3 separate regions of the Zea mays genome follow, and all the other regions are linked to region 2. Evidence: chromatin contacts called from public Hi-C data. All regions are on one chromosome and are shown on one strand. Each heading gives the region's core, a stretch centred on a gene start, on an enhancer-like site or on the middle of the called end of the contact. The rest is flanking DNA. Distances are from core to core; before and after follow the strand shown.

What was found. Hi-C and Micro-C count contacts between places; a contact is called where the count stands out from the background.
Region 1: a Hi-C map of endosperm shows a contact between it and region 2, with 2.2 times the contacts expected there. The contact joins the promoter of LOC100383048 here to the promoter of LOC100282280 in region 2. A contact is called at or near these places in 8 of 25 Hi-C or Micro-C datasets (bundle sheath, ear, endosperm and 3 more).
Region 3: a contact with region 2 is called in a Hi-C map of tassel, with 6 times the contacts expected there. The contact joins the promoter of LOC103641262 here to the promoter of LOC100282280 in region 2. A contact is called at or near these places in 11 of 25 Hi-C or Micro-C datasets (bundle sheath, ear, endosperm and 5 more).

What each region holds. Positions count from the first base shown.
Region 1 is chr10:79,416,063-79,418,924 of Zm-B73-REFERENCE-NAM-5.0, forward strand. LOC100383048 reads left to right here and starts at 1,372. Exons shown (of 6, transcript NM_001175724.1): 1 at 1,372-1,563; 2 at 2,009-2,149; 3 at 2,282-2,862. The coding sequence starts at 1,434.
Region 2 is chr10:78,957,139-78,960,375 of Zm-B73-REFERENCE-NAM-5.0, forward strand. LOC100282280 (Putative MYB DNA-binding domain superfamily protein) reads right to left here and starts at 1,281. Exons shown (of 2, transcript XM_008663702.4): 1 at 164-1,281. The coding sequence starts at 1,141. The coding sequence ends at 188. It overlaps LOC100285001 (nucleolar GTP-binding protein 1), which reads left to right and starts at 2,535. Exons shown (of 14, transcript NM_001370689.1): 1 at 2,535-2,746; 2 at 3,189-3,237. The coding sequence starts at 2,593.
Region 3 is chr10:79,337,325-79,340,125 of Zm-B73-REFERENCE-NAM-5.0, forward strand. LOC103641262 (reticuline oxidase) reads left to right here and starts at 1,431. Exons shown (of 1, transcript XM_008664624.4): 1 at 1,431-2,801. The coding sequence starts at 1,529.

The DNA of each region.
Region 1 (2,862 bases), core at 122-2,621, 460 kb after region 2:
AACCGGAGCAGCTCCAAACCAAAAGGCACCCGCACCAGATGACAGTCCGAGAAAGGAGAGAGAATGCGAGTGTCTTCCTAGCCCTGGACCCGCCGAAGCGACACAACACCACCACCAACTCTGTAACATATGCCGACTGTTGCCACGCTATGAGCCTTAGTTGTCCAATATCTTAGACCCGGACTCCTCATCGCTAAGATAACCTAAGCGTGCCAGGCGCCACCATATCCTCCTTGACGGCACGCACGGAGAAAGGCCTGGAGCATGATCGACTCGTCCCGTACGTGCGTCGACGAGTGTCGGTCGGCTTGCAGCTGCGACCGTGGCGCGGGAGCAGCAGATTGGGGTGGAAGAACATGGCGAAGGCAGGGAAGACAAATGGGACGTCCGACGACAGCGAAAACGATGGTGCACGCATGATGTGAAACGTCCTCGTAGACGTGCAATAGCTACTGCGCAAGTCAGTGTCGGGGCTGGTGTCGGACGAATACGGAGAGAAGGCACCAGCTCCTACACCCTGTGCTGAGAATGGGGTGGCGTGGAGGTGGAGGCATGAGGGAGAGTGAGAAAAGAAGTAGAATGACGAATGAGGTGGTGACAACTGAGGCGAGGACCATTTAATAGTGTCTATCGAGCCGGCCCGAGGCACGACCCATTTAATAGTGTCTGGGCTAGCCCGACACGAGCGCCGTGCGACGCTTGGGCTGTAGCCTCGACCCATAGTGCTGATCCGACCCGACACAAATTTTTTTATTTTACAAAAAAAATCATATATACATATGTAAATTTATATTTAATATTATAAACATCTGAGCATGATGTTCTACTGTTGTTTAGGCAACTTCGTCTAGTGTCTTCCACCCTTCTTCCATTAGTGATTTGGAAGAAATGTATGGATTTTTTTAGAAAGATAACGCATGACGATCGTTGAAACTGATGCTTTAAGTATAGTAGAGATATAAGAGGCGTATCTACTAATACATCCCAAAACAACCGGTAATTTGGCAATAAAAAACCAATTGGAAATTTAAACCTTAGAACTTTTTTGGCAACTCTATTTTTCCAATTGAAATTTCTCTGGAATCCGGTAGTTTTCTTATGAAATTAAACATATTTTTGTAAAAAAAAACCTGTAAGATGTTTATAAAAATCCCACGCTCCGAGTTTTGCAAATTCCTGCATGAATCTTAAACAACTCTAATTCAATGGGATGATTACTAAACCCGCCGAACTGTGCTGCTTTCCTTCTCGACGAAGCCACGCTTCGGGCTTCGGAGGGCGGAGGCGGAGGCGGAGAGGCGGAAAGTCAAACAGTAACGCCCCTTTACTTTTCGGAGATTACCACCAGGCCCCTATACACACCGCACAATCTTCTGTGCCCCATATGTACCCATTTTAACCTTGACCAACCAGACGCACCGGCCTCGCCGGCGATGCCCTCCTCCACCTCCGCCGGCGGCGGCGCCATTCCCGCCGGCCCACCGTCGACGCTCTCTCCGAACGCGGCTCCCTACACCTTCCTCGCGCGTCAGTCCCGCGCCCCACCCGGACGCCTCCAAGATGGTAATAACTTCCCTCCTTTCCCGTCCTCCAACCACTCCTTAGTAGCGCCCATGGAGTTTATGCCCTCTGGACGGTTACTTTTTTTTTATGATTGTGCCTCACATCACCCTCGCGCTTCCCGGTTACTTTGCTGTATGGTTGGCATGTCGATTTGGTGCGGTGGCTTGGCGAAAGTGAGCCTTTTCTGGGGTTCTTGTACTCGCAGGACGCAGGGATTGGCCCTAGGTTGAAGTCTTGTAGTAGTAGTACTATACTATCTGGCACCCAGCATTCGTTATCATTATCTTTTTTCTTTCTTTTGTTCTCTAGTTTTACCGTTAATTGAATCACGGTCACAATAATGTAGACAATTTTTGTTGGTTCTGTATTACAGTCTAGTTTGTTCATGTGTTCCCATTTATCACTTACACGTATATAACATTAACTCTATCTTACGGATGTGTAGGTGATGCTCCAAGGTTGATTGATAATAACTTTGTGTTGTATGGAGAGGACAACAGTTCTTATTCGGTGCCACTGGCAGCACAATCAGGAATGAAGCAGAGTGACACTGTTTACTCAAGCAGCTCGCATGGAACACACCAAGGTCAGCCAAGCTCCGCACGTGGAATTCCTGTCGGTGTTTATCCATCTCCAACGTCCTCAATTGCGATAGTTTCAGAGCCATCAGTGACCATAGGTTCTGATTTCAACCAGCACCTTGTTCCATTGACCTCAGGTAAGGGAAGCAGACAGCCAAGGGTGACGATCAGAAGCCCTCCAAATAAGACTTCAGAAACTAACAACACCATTTTTGGTTCTGTTAGCAAATTGGCTATAAGGAAAAATGATGAGTCCAACAAAGAGACTGGGAAACATGTCTCCTTCAGCAGGAACTTACAACTCGGTAGTCCTGCTCATGGAAATGGCAATTCAAATGGCGCCATGGCTCTTTCGAAAGAGCTAAATCCTGATTTTGGCGTGAAGCCTCTTGTCTTGTCTGCATGCACTAGCCCATGTGTTACAATGGCTGATGATTTGAACCCTGATCCATCGGAGTGTTCTGTGGATTCACCTTGCTGGCGAGGGACAGCTTCTCGCCTCTCTCCATTTGATGGCCTTCCAACATCAATTGTGCAATCAGTGAAACAGGAACTAGTGCCTATTGATGCAGGGAAGGAACAAAGCTCTACCACTGATTGCGAGGCTCCAACTAAACTTCAGAATTTGGTCTGTTCAAAGAGTACACAAAACCATTCCCAATCCCATGTTAAATTGGGTCTGTCCAAAGAACCTGGAGACATTTGTGCAAATATCACA
Region 2 (3,237 bases), core at 31-2,530:
CTCTTAAATTTCACCTAAGTTCCTAATGAAACACGACATTGATACATCATTGCAGCATTGTTCATAACTGGAAAAGTTAACAACTATCGAGATCAACAATTAGCAACATATGGCTCCACTGATGTGTCAGAATGAAGAGAAGAAAAGGCTGCAGGAATCTTACCCTACCAAAATTATCAGGTTTCGCCTATGATGCTGCTTCCGATGCCGTCTTGGTGCTCCTGAAGTCTCGCTTGAGCTCGGTGATCCTCTTCATGCACACGGCCTTTGTCTTCCCGGGTACAGAGGCCGCCACCTTCTCCCACCTCATTGCAGTGTCCTTCGGGAACTCCTTAAGAGCGTTCAGCAAGGCCCGGTCATCCCCGGCGCTCCAAGCGGCGTCCGCACTCTCGGCGCCTCCCGCATCGTCCGCAGTGACAGCAGCCTCGGCCCTCGGATCGAGCGGCTTCCGCTTGCGTAGGAACTGCTCGAACGAGCTTCCTCCCGCCGCGGGAGCGCCCGACTTTGCCGCCCGGATGACATTCTCCGGCGTGCGGCGGCCGCCAAACACCGCGGCGATCTTCTCCCAGCGCTGGGGCTCACCCGCCGGGTGCTTCACCATCTGCCGCCGGAGCAGCTCCAGCTCTTGGTCAGTCCACTCGCCGGCGTCCTCCTCCCTCTCGCCGCCGTCCACCACGGCTCCATCCGCAGTTGTCGCCTTCTGCAACGGATGCAGTGATGCGGCCGATTGGACGGGGGGAGTGCCCGGATCTGAGGGTTTTGTGGGCGTCGGGACTGGGTTCTGGCGACGGCCGCGGCGGGGGGCGGGCGTGGGTTCCGGTGTGGGTTCTGGGGCCGGTTCTGGAGCCGGAACGACGCGGCCTCGGCCGACGGAGATGTCGCCGCCAGTGGCCGACAAGGGCGCGAAGGGGGCGAGGAGCAGGGACGAAGCGATCCATATGAGGAGGGAGGAGAGGATCTGGTAGGTCGGGAGGAGGTAGAACGCGGCGGCGAGAAGTGCGACGGCCGCGGCGGCGCAAGATGCGGCGTGGCGGAGGGAGAGGGGTGCTTTGGCGGTGGAGGAGGAGAACGAAGTGGAGTTGGCGCCGGAATGGACGACGCGAGCGCGGGACTGGGAGTCCCAGGGGTCGATGAACTCCATGGTCACCGGCGCGCGGGATTGGGGCTCGTCGGAGTCGCTAGGTGACACGAAATACAGGGTCAGTGGTTAATGGTCCTCCCTTGCATTTTTGCAATCGGCAAATGTTGTCGGTTTATTATTATGTCACATGTGTCTATGATTCTTTGATTTGTGAGATTGTCTGTATCTATAATTTATAGGTTCAATCATAAAGTAGCAAAGCACATTGTATACTATACGCTACTATGATTTTATTTATAAGTATAGAGTATAAAACATAGGTATATGTGTTTAGTTGGTTGGATGAGTAGAATGTAAGTTTAGAGCAAGCATTGGTAATTTGGATCTCTTTTATACATAATTTTTAGATTAAATTTAGCTATTTTGCGTATATAATAGAGATTGACAAATATAAAAGTTCAGTCATTTTTTAGTTTAAAGCCTATTTTCTTATTGAACTTGTCATACATCAGTGGCTAAAAGAAAAATCGTGTGCTCGATTGGCATTTAGATGCCATGTGTTAGCGTTCTTTGGCCAATCACCTAATGCATCATGATTTAGCTCATGGGGAACTAGAACTCGAGTACTCTTCATACGAGCGTGGACTGTCCGCTCTAGGCGTTTGGATCGTTCACGACTTACATAGAGGATGTCGCTCTTCTCTGCAGGGCGGCAGACCGTCCGCTCAGAACGGCCAAACCATTCACGCGTGCGCAGAGGCTACGATAATCTCCTTCATAATCTGGATCTCGTTCTCGAAAGAGACCCGTCAAGAAGAAAAGATCCTAAGGTTGTCTTGAGATTTGCAAGCCGCTTAAAAACGAATATAAACAATGTCAACTCGAGAATGGGTGAAGATTGGAGATGGAGAAGACTAATCTAAGCTAAGTTATCGTTACTCCTAGAGCAAGAATGCAAAGGTATTGATAATAAATTGATTTGATCAATGCTTCAGTCGGTCGTACTTCTCGTATATAGGGTAGAGGTCTAAATCCATTTCTAGATGTAATAGATTCACGTACGATTAGTTGGATAAGCACACAAAATAAAAAATATATCCTAAATTAATCTAATCACAGACCTTCTAAACTATAACTTCGAGGTTATGACCTCGAACCGTCCTAAGCGCAGACAGTCCGAAACATATAGCCGGATAGCCTTGTCTGACCGTTCGATCATACTAAGATGACAAATCAGCTGCTCAACATCATGTCTGTAATGGTGGGCGTGAGAAACTGACTGATGCGGTACTATACAAATTCATCCATAAAATTCTTGTGCAATTTTTGTGCGGAAAAAACAAAATAAAAAAATTGGGTGTTTACAACGAATTTTAGGTCTTGGCCTCTTGGCCTCTTGGTCCAAGCGATTATTTTCCGTGGGCCGTTGGGTCCGTGGAACATATCCGTTGCAGAAGACTACAGATTACAGAAGCGCTCGCTCGCTGTTGTTGCTGCTGCCAACTGAAGGGATGCGAGCCACGGCCACCGCAGGAGGCCGTGCGGTGTTCCACCTCCAACACCTCCGCCCGCGCCCGCCATGGCGAGCTCTTCCTCCTGCTGCCACCACGCACCTCTCCCGCTCCGCGCCAGCGAGGCGAGCCGACCACCGTTGCCTCCCCAAAGGTATGCCTTACCAACTTCGCCGCCACCCCCGCCCCTTCGCACGGAGGGTGTTCGACGGAACGCCCGCCGCCGACGCCTTAGATACATTTAGTCACGGGCACGCTCTTTGGGTTCTTCTATGCGCGATAGATTTGACTTAGCTTAGTTTCTATTGAGGCCTGCGTTCTGTTCACGCGGGACTGTCTGCCTACTGCGTAGGATTATTTATTTACCTACTAGTTCCCGTATCGTATTTGCCTTACCCAAGCAATGAAAGTGGTTGGCTATAACTGCAAGGTGTTTGATGAAATGCCTATTTCCAGTCACGCTTCTCAGCTCTATTTTTATTGCAGGGAACCAAAACTCTGCTGCACCCACAAGCATTATTATTGGGGTTTTCATTGTCTCTTCAATTTTGATACACTGTTTTTAACATTTTCCACCGGGGATGCCTTCAACTCAGGTTTCTTATCAACTCTAGAACCGAGGATTTCAGGAGTCTCTTTGTGTCG
Region 3 (2,801 bases), core at 181-2,680, 380 kb after region 2:
TATTGGGTGGGTTGGGTTTAATTTTCTTCTTATATTTTTGTGTGGTTGTGAGATGGATGTCAAAGTTACTAGATTTGGGTGTGGATTGGGTTTTTTGCCATTAGGAGGCTTACTAAAATAATAAAAAGAAAAGTATCAATATAGCCACTTATAACTCTTCCTATTTGAATCTATCTATAGCTCCGAAACGACTAAACTTTAGTCACCTTTTTGCTTTAATTCCTGGGATGCAAAGGTGGCATCACCTAACCGACGAGACGCTCATCATCATTTCAGCAAGACAGCCAGCGTTAGGTTAATTGAAGTACTACACGTCAGGCGATTGCTCCATCCAATTAAGCCAGGATGATGATGGCTATATACTAGAATAAAATAGACACGAGAGTTCGTTGTGGCGATGGCTTCGGGCCGGCAGGCCGGCATTGCTCGCAAATACTATCTCCGTCCTACCATTATTATTTTTAAATAAGAGCTAAAACATTTGAGTTTAATTAGATTTATATAAGTAAATAATAATATTTATAAACCTGATAAGTATTGTTAGATTCTTTGTTAATTATATTTTTATAGTGTATCTATTGGGTGTTACAAATCTGCTGTATTTTTTTCTATAATTCTAATCAAACTTAAGATATCTCTAATTTAAACAAAACTAATTAAGTTCATATATTTATATATGTAATATATTTGTATATTATTCTAAATCATATGAAAGAGATAGTTATATACTACATTTATGTTATAACGAAGCAAGTAGAGGAGTGTTATAAGTTGTATATCAGAAAAATAACATGTAAATCTATAGAATCAATTTCCATCTCTCAAACCTTAAATTTGAGATAGGCTTATATGATAACTTTAGAAAGTAGTGGAATGTTATATTCTAAAATAAATAGTCTATTTTATTAGTAAGATTTCAGTTCCAAAAATGAAAGAAAACGAACGAGACTTAATAAAAAAAGGGTTTGGAAACGGAGCAAGTAACTAAAGAAGAAGCCGACGGCAGACGGCCTGCGAAAGAGTTATCCGACTGATCGGCAAAACCTCGCGCACACCCGTTTCGACAGACGGCCGCTCTCCTAATTTGTCCTGTGCTTCTCGGTCTCTGTCTCGCCATCGCCACCTGCTGCTGCTACGAACATCCGATTGGACTCTGCCTGCCTGTCCCTGTTCCTCCCTTGTTGTTGATACCGAAAAACTAATTCGGAATCCGGCAATGCAAACTCCTCGTGATCGTGATGCCCGTGCAAAGCTGCAGCAGGTCTCTGCAGAAGCTACCTTATCCGACAACGCCGTACACCTTGCCGGCCACGCGCTAAAACAAAAGAAACTAACGATTAATCACCTTGTTGTTTTAGTAACTAACTGCCTGCCCTTGACAAATCAGCCAGCGCGTACGTCGCTCTCCGCAACTCGCCAACAAAAACCTCGGTGATCATGCGTGACGTGTATAAAACCCCACACTCCTCTGGCTCAGCTGTGAGCTCCACCGGGGTGTAGCTGCAGCTGCAGTGTCGCACGCACGCACATGGCGGCCCTCGCCCTGCTCCCTCTCGTGCTCCGCCTCTTCGCCGTGCAAGCAGGCGGCAGAGTCGACGGACGCTTCACGGCGTGCCTGGCCGCCGCCGGCGTGGGCAACGTGACGACGCGGCAGTCCCCCGGGTACGCCGCGGCGCTGCTCGTCTCCGTGCAGAACCTGCGGTTCGCGGGCGCGGGCGCGCCCAAGCCCGCGGCCGTGGTGGTCCCGGCGTCGCTGCAGGAGCTTTGCGACGCGGTGCGGTGCGCGCGGGGGGCGGGGCTGGCGCTGCGGCTCCGCAGCGGCGGGCACAGCTACGAGGGGCAGTCCTACACGACCTCGGACGGCGGCGGCGCGTTCGCCGTGGTGGACCTAGCGGCGCTGGACCGCGTGCGCGTGGACGCGGCGCGGCGCACGGCGTGGGTGCAGGCCGGCGCGACGCTGGGGCAGGCGTACCGCGCCGTGGCGGCGGCCAGCCCGGCGCTGGCATTATCGGCGGGGTCGTGCCCGACGGTCGGCTCGGGCGGGCACATCGCCGGCGGGGGGTTCGGGCTGCTGTCGCGCAAGCACGGCCTGGCGGGGGACAACGTGGTGGACGCCGTGCTGGTGGACGCGCGCGGCCGCGTCCTCGACCGCGCCGCCATGGGGGAGGACGTGTTCTGGGCCATCCGCGGCGGCGGCGGCGGCGCCTGGGGCGCCGTGTACGCCTGGCGCGTCCGCCTCAGCCCGGTCCCCGAGCGCGTCACCGCGTTCGTCGTCAACCGCCCAGGCCCCGCCCGCTCCGTCGCCTCGCTGGTGTCCACGTGGCAGCACGTCGCGCCGTGGCTGCCCGACGAGTTCTACGTCTCCGCGTTCGTCGGCGCCGGGCTGCCGGAGGCGGACCCGGGCCGCCGGGCCGCCGGCGTCTCCGTCACGTTCAAGGGGCTGTACCTCGGGCCGGCGCACGAGGCGATGCAGATCCTGGCGGCCCGGTTCCCGGAGATCGGGCTGTCCGACCTGGCCCCGAGGGAGATGAGCTGGATCGAGTCCGTGGTGTTCTTCTCCGGCCTGCCCGAGGGGAGCGCCGTGTCGGACCTCGCGGACCGGGTGCTGCACACCAAGACCTACTTCAAGGCAAAGTCGGACTACGTGCGGCGTCCGACGCCGCTAGACCACCTGGTCAAAGCCGTCGGCCTGCTGTCCGAGCAGCCCAAGGCGTACGTCATCCTGGACCCGTACGGCGGCGCCATGGACCGGGTCGGGTCCGCCGTCCTCCCCTTCCCGCACCGCAAGGGCAACATCCACG